Linked DNA regions of Gossypium hirsutum: region 1 is linked to region 2. A link is a contact called in public Hi-C data. All regions are on one chromosome and are shown on one strand. The core of a region is the stretch at or near the end of the contact, and the rest is flanking DNA. Distances in the headings are between cores, read along the strand shown.

Region 1 (3,308 bases), core at 639-3,138, 190 kb before region 2:
TTTTAAAAATAATTTAACATTTTACTAAATTTGAAAGCCTAAAATTAAAATATCAAAAACAAAAGAAAAAAATTTCTATACCTGAAAATTTTTGCCGTAGATAGCAAATCGAATACCAATTTTTTTATTTGACATGATTTGATATTTAAGCCAATTTCAAGCCAAATTATTATTTTGATTAAAACAAAATTGTGCTTTTCTTTTCTCTTTCCAGTTCTTTTTGGACCACGCGACTAATACAAAGCTAAACCCCATCAAGTCCAAATCTGTATAAACTTTGAAGTTGAAAAAAAAAGGGCTTTATATGACCTACACGATCAACAAGAGACAAAAAGGATGGGCCGTTATCTATTGCTTAAGATTTTTTTAATAATCAGGAATAGGATAGGGTTGTTACATATTGAGCCAAAACTTTTATGTCACAATGTTTTGTTACTAGATTGAAACGGTATTAAGATTTAGAGTTTTTTTTTTACAAAAATATTATATATTTTTCAAAATTCTCTTAGAATTTAATATCGACATGCCTAATATCTTTGAAAAGTAAAGGAAAATAATAAAACTAAACTTAATATCCTTAATGTACGTAACGAACAATCGTAGTAAATACATGCTTTGCCTTTTCATTATTTTAAAGTTATTATTTTATCCTTTTACAATATTTTATGTATCATTTTTAATTATTTATACTAAAATCTTAGATATGTTAATATCTTATGTATACTTTATAAATTTATACTTTACATATACTAATATATATATATATATATCAAAATGATGTTGATAAATAAGCTATAAATATATATTTATAAAATTAAATTAAAAAATAGTTATTAACAAAAAGTGAGATGAAGCAACATAAAGCAGTGTCTAGCAGTTGTGATTGTAAATGCATAAAAAATGGAAAAAAAATACATGCAACATGGACAGAGACAAATGAGACAATTCCTTTAGAGACTTTATTCCGATGGAATTTCGAACAAAAAATCATAACAAATTTGATATAGCTTTTAGAAAATTCATACAATAGCGTATATATAAAAGAAATTGCAACTCAAAGGAATAATTAAGCAGCAACAATAATAATTAATAACTCCCCTACTCCATAACTAATTCCTGTTTAATTAATGAAAATTATTATTTGGTATAATTATAATATTGTTAATGTTATGATCTAATCTAAATAATAAATTTGAGCTGGAATTTTTAAAACTAATAAAAAATGGTAAAAATAATTATTCAATTGAAGTTACAATCATATAATTGTTGAGAGATGATCGCTCATCTGGGAGAAATCTTTGAAGTGTCGTCTTCAAAGAGGTTGATCCAATCTCTCAACAACTCCTGGGGACAATACTTTCTATTGTTGAGAGATCACATTGGCATCCCCGACGACGGTTCGAATACTTCTCCAAAAGGAGTTAATCCATCCTCAACAATATTGAATAACCTTTTTGGAAGGGAGTGTAAGATTTTAGCCCAATTATGTATATAGACCTAATTGTGCTAAATTAAAGTACATAGGGATTAAAAGATAATTTCACACACAAAACATGAATTGAATCCATCAACCTAACAATGATGAATCATGTGGATGGACATTGAAGGACGATCAAAAGTGGCTAGATCACATGCAATATCATGCACAGAAAGTTCAGTTAACCAATCAAGTTGCTTTGCTTCCACCCAAAACCTTGTGAAAGGAAGCAAAAAATTAAAGTAAAAAATAAAAAAATAAACATATGTTAACATCAGCAACAGGATTCAAGGTTGCTGAAAATGAGGGCTTTAGATCACAGGGTGAACCAACAACGGGGTCTCTTACGGTTTTCTGGTTTGGTCATTGACACCCATTTCCAGGACACAAGCTATAACTCTTTTTTGTTTCCCTTTGGGAAGGAAAAACAGCGATGTAGAAAAGTGATGAAAACTGGACTATTGGACTGGTTTCAGTGCACTAGTACGTGTGTGTGTATATATACAATCACTTTAAATGTTAGCACCGGCAATTAGACAATGATCAATGTGTACTTTCAACATTTGATGAACGAGAGATGTGGCTGGAGTGATTAAATATAGCCACTTAAGGTAGGCCTTGTAGTAATGAAGATCTGATTAGCTCCATATGCCATATGTTGTTTGAATCGAATTAAGTTGAACAGTTAGATTGGTTGGACTAAACTGATTAGTATAATATTAATTTAAATATAGGAATTGAACTAACCTATAAATGAACCCTTCAAAATTAGTAAATAATCGAAATAAAGAATCGATAGTTAAACTGATTGAATGAATTTTATATTTTTTAAACAAAATTATAAATTTTTAAATAATTAATTTTTTACGGTTAAACTCACAATTGAATTAATGGTTTGATCAATTCCACCATCAGTTCAATTATTTAAATTAACATTATCCATATATATAACTTTAAAAGGATGATTTCCCTTTAAATTTCACGAGTATACATTTACATATAAGATTAATATTTAATGCATTAATAATACAAAATTCTATTCATTACCAATAGAATAGACTTGTCCATGGGTTGGGCCACCTGGTTTGGCCTGAAGATTTTTCTGAAAAGTAGTAGAGTTTGAGAAAAAAATATAAGCCCAAAAAATGAGCTTAAACAAAAAACAAAGCCCATTTTCTAAATGGACTGGGCCTCGAGTAAGTTTTTTTGGCCTGGCTTGAATTTGCAAAAAAAGTTGTTTTGCCACTATTTTTTCATTGGTTTGCTATTATTTCACTATGATGAGAAAGGATTGCATGTAATAGGGATATTATTCATTTCCAATAGTTTTATGTCATATTAATAATTTTATCCTGAATTTCAGGATTTTAATTTGGATTTGACTTTTTTCAGGATGAAAATACTGAAATTCATGATGAAAATTCTGATGTGGGATAAAACTATTAGAAAATGGATACAGATGATGTTGCGTCCCTGTTTCATAGAATCCTTTCCCTCGCTATTATATTGTTACTATTTTATTATTATTGTTTAGATATTGTATAACTCTGGTTTTATTATTAATTTTGCTACTATTTTAGAGATATTTGCTTTGCTAAGCTGCACTTATTTTAGTGTTATTTAAGTATTTTTTTACCTTTTTTTATTTGTTGGGAAACATTTATTTTAATGTTTTTAGTGTATTTGATGTATTACATTTTATTAAATGTATTTTTATATGTAAAATTTAATACGGGCGGATTAAGTCAAGCTCGAGTTTTAACATTTTTATCCGGGTCGAACTTGGATAAAAATTTAAACCTATTTTTTGAACCAAACATAAATTTTTTTT
Region 2 (3,322 bases), core at 441-2,940:
CATATCTTACTTAAAAGTTCAAAAAAAAAAAAAATTAAACCCCCATCTGACCTGACCAGTCACATTGCTAATGTTATTGATGTAACTGACGCGATGTAACTAGTTAAAATATTTATATTTTGGTCCAATTTTTTTTATTTTAAAAATGTCTCAGTATATTTTTTTTACAAAACAATCATTTTTCATTTTTTTTTCAGTTAACTCTCTCTTCTACTTTCTTTTTTTCTTTCTTTCTCTTTTTTCCCAAAGTTTCTTTATTTTTTTGTCCTCTATTTCTTACTTTCTTTTAAAAATGTCCCTTACCAAACGATTAATTCACATTACAAAAATGATTTAAATGGAAATTATTTCACTAAACTCACAATATTTAATTTTACAATTTATATAATTTAAAAATTATATTTTAAAGAATATAATTTTACATTTGCAACATTCAAAAATAATTTCACTAAACTTACAATATATAATTTTACACCACGAGCAATTTTCTCAATACTAAAAAAAATGATTTTTGTTCAAGACCGCTAACATTATGTCTTACAAATAAAACATAATTAAATGATTTTGTTCAAGATCTATAGTATTATGTCTTACAAATTGAAAAATATAATTTTTAACTGCAACACGAGCAAATCGTCCGAGCAAGTTTTTCAATGTTATTATCTTGCTTCTCGAATGCCGTTGATAGTAATGATCTCACCCGTGCAGTTCAATTTGGCATTCCTTAAACTTTCAAACATTTCGTTGACCTAGAGAATCCCAAATAATCCACTTGTTGCTGCATAACCAATTTGAACCAATAACTAAATAAATAACTGGCAAAAAAAATAATCATTAATTTTGCAGATGCCGAAGCTCCACCAGATTATCATTAAACAAAACATACCTCAAATTATAAATTTTATTAAATAAACAAAAACACAAATACATTAAAAAAACACCCATCATCTCTTTCCCATTCATCCTCTCCTCTAACATAATATAAAAAAAATTTATTTCAACTTATAGTGATCAAGGGTTATATTTAACTATTTGATCGCACTAGAAAGAATGACTCTATCAAATAAAATATTATTTTTATATTTAAATTTAATTAAATTTTAAAAAAATACAATACATTAATAGCTATATTCTTAATGGTTCTATCAAATAAAATATAGTTTCCTTTTTTACAGTTTTAAATTTAAAAAAAAAAACACATAAGTGCAACAAATAAAATAATATCTTTTAAAATTTAAAAAAATTAAAAAAAACCTGACACATACATCATAGTTTATTTCTGGGGCTTTCCTTGATATTTATATAGATAGTATCGTTATCTTTCGTTCGATGAACTTTGAATATTCATTTCAAATAATTTTATGTACATAATCAAAGTAGTGAATATTTTCGTATTTTATTAAAAATTTTAAGATCATATTAATAATAATAATAATAAGCCGGTAAATGCAAGTCTTAAGGAGACGTGATGAGGTGGAGAAAGGGTAACTTGTCCCAGTGGCAAAAATTGAAACCTAACATTAGACATGATTTAATTATGGGAAGGCATTTGGAACTAGGATATACGTGGCCCCACGTGATTGGAAGTAATAGATATGTAATAACTGAAAAGTGGGACCCATCTTCTCTGTCCCTAGCGTCATATCCTTATCATCACCCCAAAACAAAAAGGGAAGTGATAATCCATCCATGATTCACGAGTAGGATTCCAGATACATGCATTAACATATCATCATTCATTTATTTATACTATATTTTCCTGATAAACTTCCTCCGCTCTGAAGCCTTTAATCCGTATTACGATCTCTTCTTCTATGATTCCCGGAAGCTAGGTGGCAGCTGCCCATCTTTTTTCACAACTAAACTTTTCCTTTCTTTCAACGTAGAGCGGTTCCTCTGTTTCAACGTTACTATTATTATTATTTTTATTATTTTCATTGTTAAACTCAATCAATATGATTTCTGAGTTTCAGACTAATATTTGTTCTAATGACATGTAATTCATACATGTTCATAGTCTCTACTCATCAGTTCAGTGATATATCTTTTTCTTTCCCAGAACTGTTTGATCACCGCTTCAATTTGGGTTCATCTCATCTTTTAATTCTTCATTTACAAGTAAGTTGTATTTTCTTCAATCTCTGTTTCTCTCTCTTACGTGTTTGAATCTTTCCTCAACTTGTGTTTATATAACTTCAAAATCACACTTAATTTGTTCGATTGAATGAGAAATGATCCCAATAAAACAAACTGTCGGCAGTATTTAAATTTCTCAGTGACTGATCTCATTGAGGTATAATTGTTCTGCAGCAATTTGTTTCATTCTTAGTTTGTTTTCTATTTTATTATGGGATCCTCTGTAAGAAACATACTTTGATTAGTATTTTTTGTTCAATCCCATTCTAAAGAAGCCTGTAATAGTTCTAGTTGTTCATTTTTTTTTCTTTTGTTTTCTCTGGTGAAGGTTCAAGATGCTTGGAAATGGAGTTGTTGGGATTCTTTCTGAGTCATCAAATAAATGGGAAAGAAGGGTTCCTCTCACCCCATCACATTGTGCTCGACTTTTACACAGCGGGAGGGAGAAAACAGGTATAGCTCGTATAATAGTGCAGCCATCGACGAAGCGCATCCATCACGATTCCCTCTACGAGGATGTTGGTTGTCACATATCAGATGACTTATCAGAATGTGGTCTTATTTTGGGTATCAAGCAACCAAAGGTGCTAAATGTTCACCTTTCCCTATTGTTTACATTTTACAATCTTTTATGGCCTAACTGGTTGTGCTTTATTGCAGTTAGACATGATTCTTCCTAATAGAGCTTATGCCTTCTTCTCACATACTCACAAAGCTCAGAAGGAGAATATGCCATTATTGGATAAGGTAAGCTTCTTCTGTTGTATCTTTGTATGACACTATGAACTTATTGTATGACTTTGTCTATGGCATGCATGTAGATCCTCGCGGAGAGGGTATCGTTGTATGACTATGAGCTTATTGTTGGGGACAATGGTAAAAGGTTACTTGCATTTGGCAAATATGCTGGCAGAGCAGGAATGATCGATTTATTACGCGGATTGGGACAGCGTATGCTCTATGACTCTTTAATCCTTTTAAAATTTTGGAGATTTTATCATTTGCATACCTTTGTCTATGTGAAGATGCTGAATTGTCATCAAATTTCAGGGTATTTGAGTCTTGGATATTCAACACCATTCCTGTCTCTGGGTGCATCATATATGTATCCTTCCTTGGCTGCTGCAAAGGCTGCAGTGATCACCGTGGGTGAAGAGATAGCTTCTCAGGGACTGCCTTCAGGGAT

Evidence for each region. A called contact is a pair of places that touch in the nucleus more often than the background predicts.
Region 1: a Hi-C map of petal shows a contact between it and region 2, with 7 times the contacts expected there. The contact joins the enhancer-like site here to the promoter of LOC107962841 in region 2. A contact is called at or near these places in 10 of 34 Hi-C or Micro-C datasets (anther, callus, fibers and 3 more).

What each region holds. Positions count from the first base shown.
Region 1 is chrA06:24,935,176-24,938,483 of Gossypium_hirsutum_v2.1, reverse strand. No RefSeq gene overlaps it. Among protein-coding and RNA genes, the nearest start is that of LOC107961652, 33 kb to the left of the region's middle. Within about 2 kb of position 1,888, at least 1 of the 9 cell types and tissues checked has an H3K27ac peak or open chromatin away from gene starts, as enhancers often do.
Region 2 is chrA06:24,746,933-24,750,254 of Gossypium_hirsutum_v2.1, reverse strand. LOC107962841 (alpha-aminoadipic semialdehyde synthase) reads left to right here and starts at 1,690. Exons shown (of 26, transcript XM_016899383.2): 1 at 1,690-1,882; 2 at 2,060-2,118; 3 at 2,465-2,720; 4 at 2,797-2,883; 5 at 2,958-3,087; 6 at 3,187-3,322. The coding sequence starts at 2,472.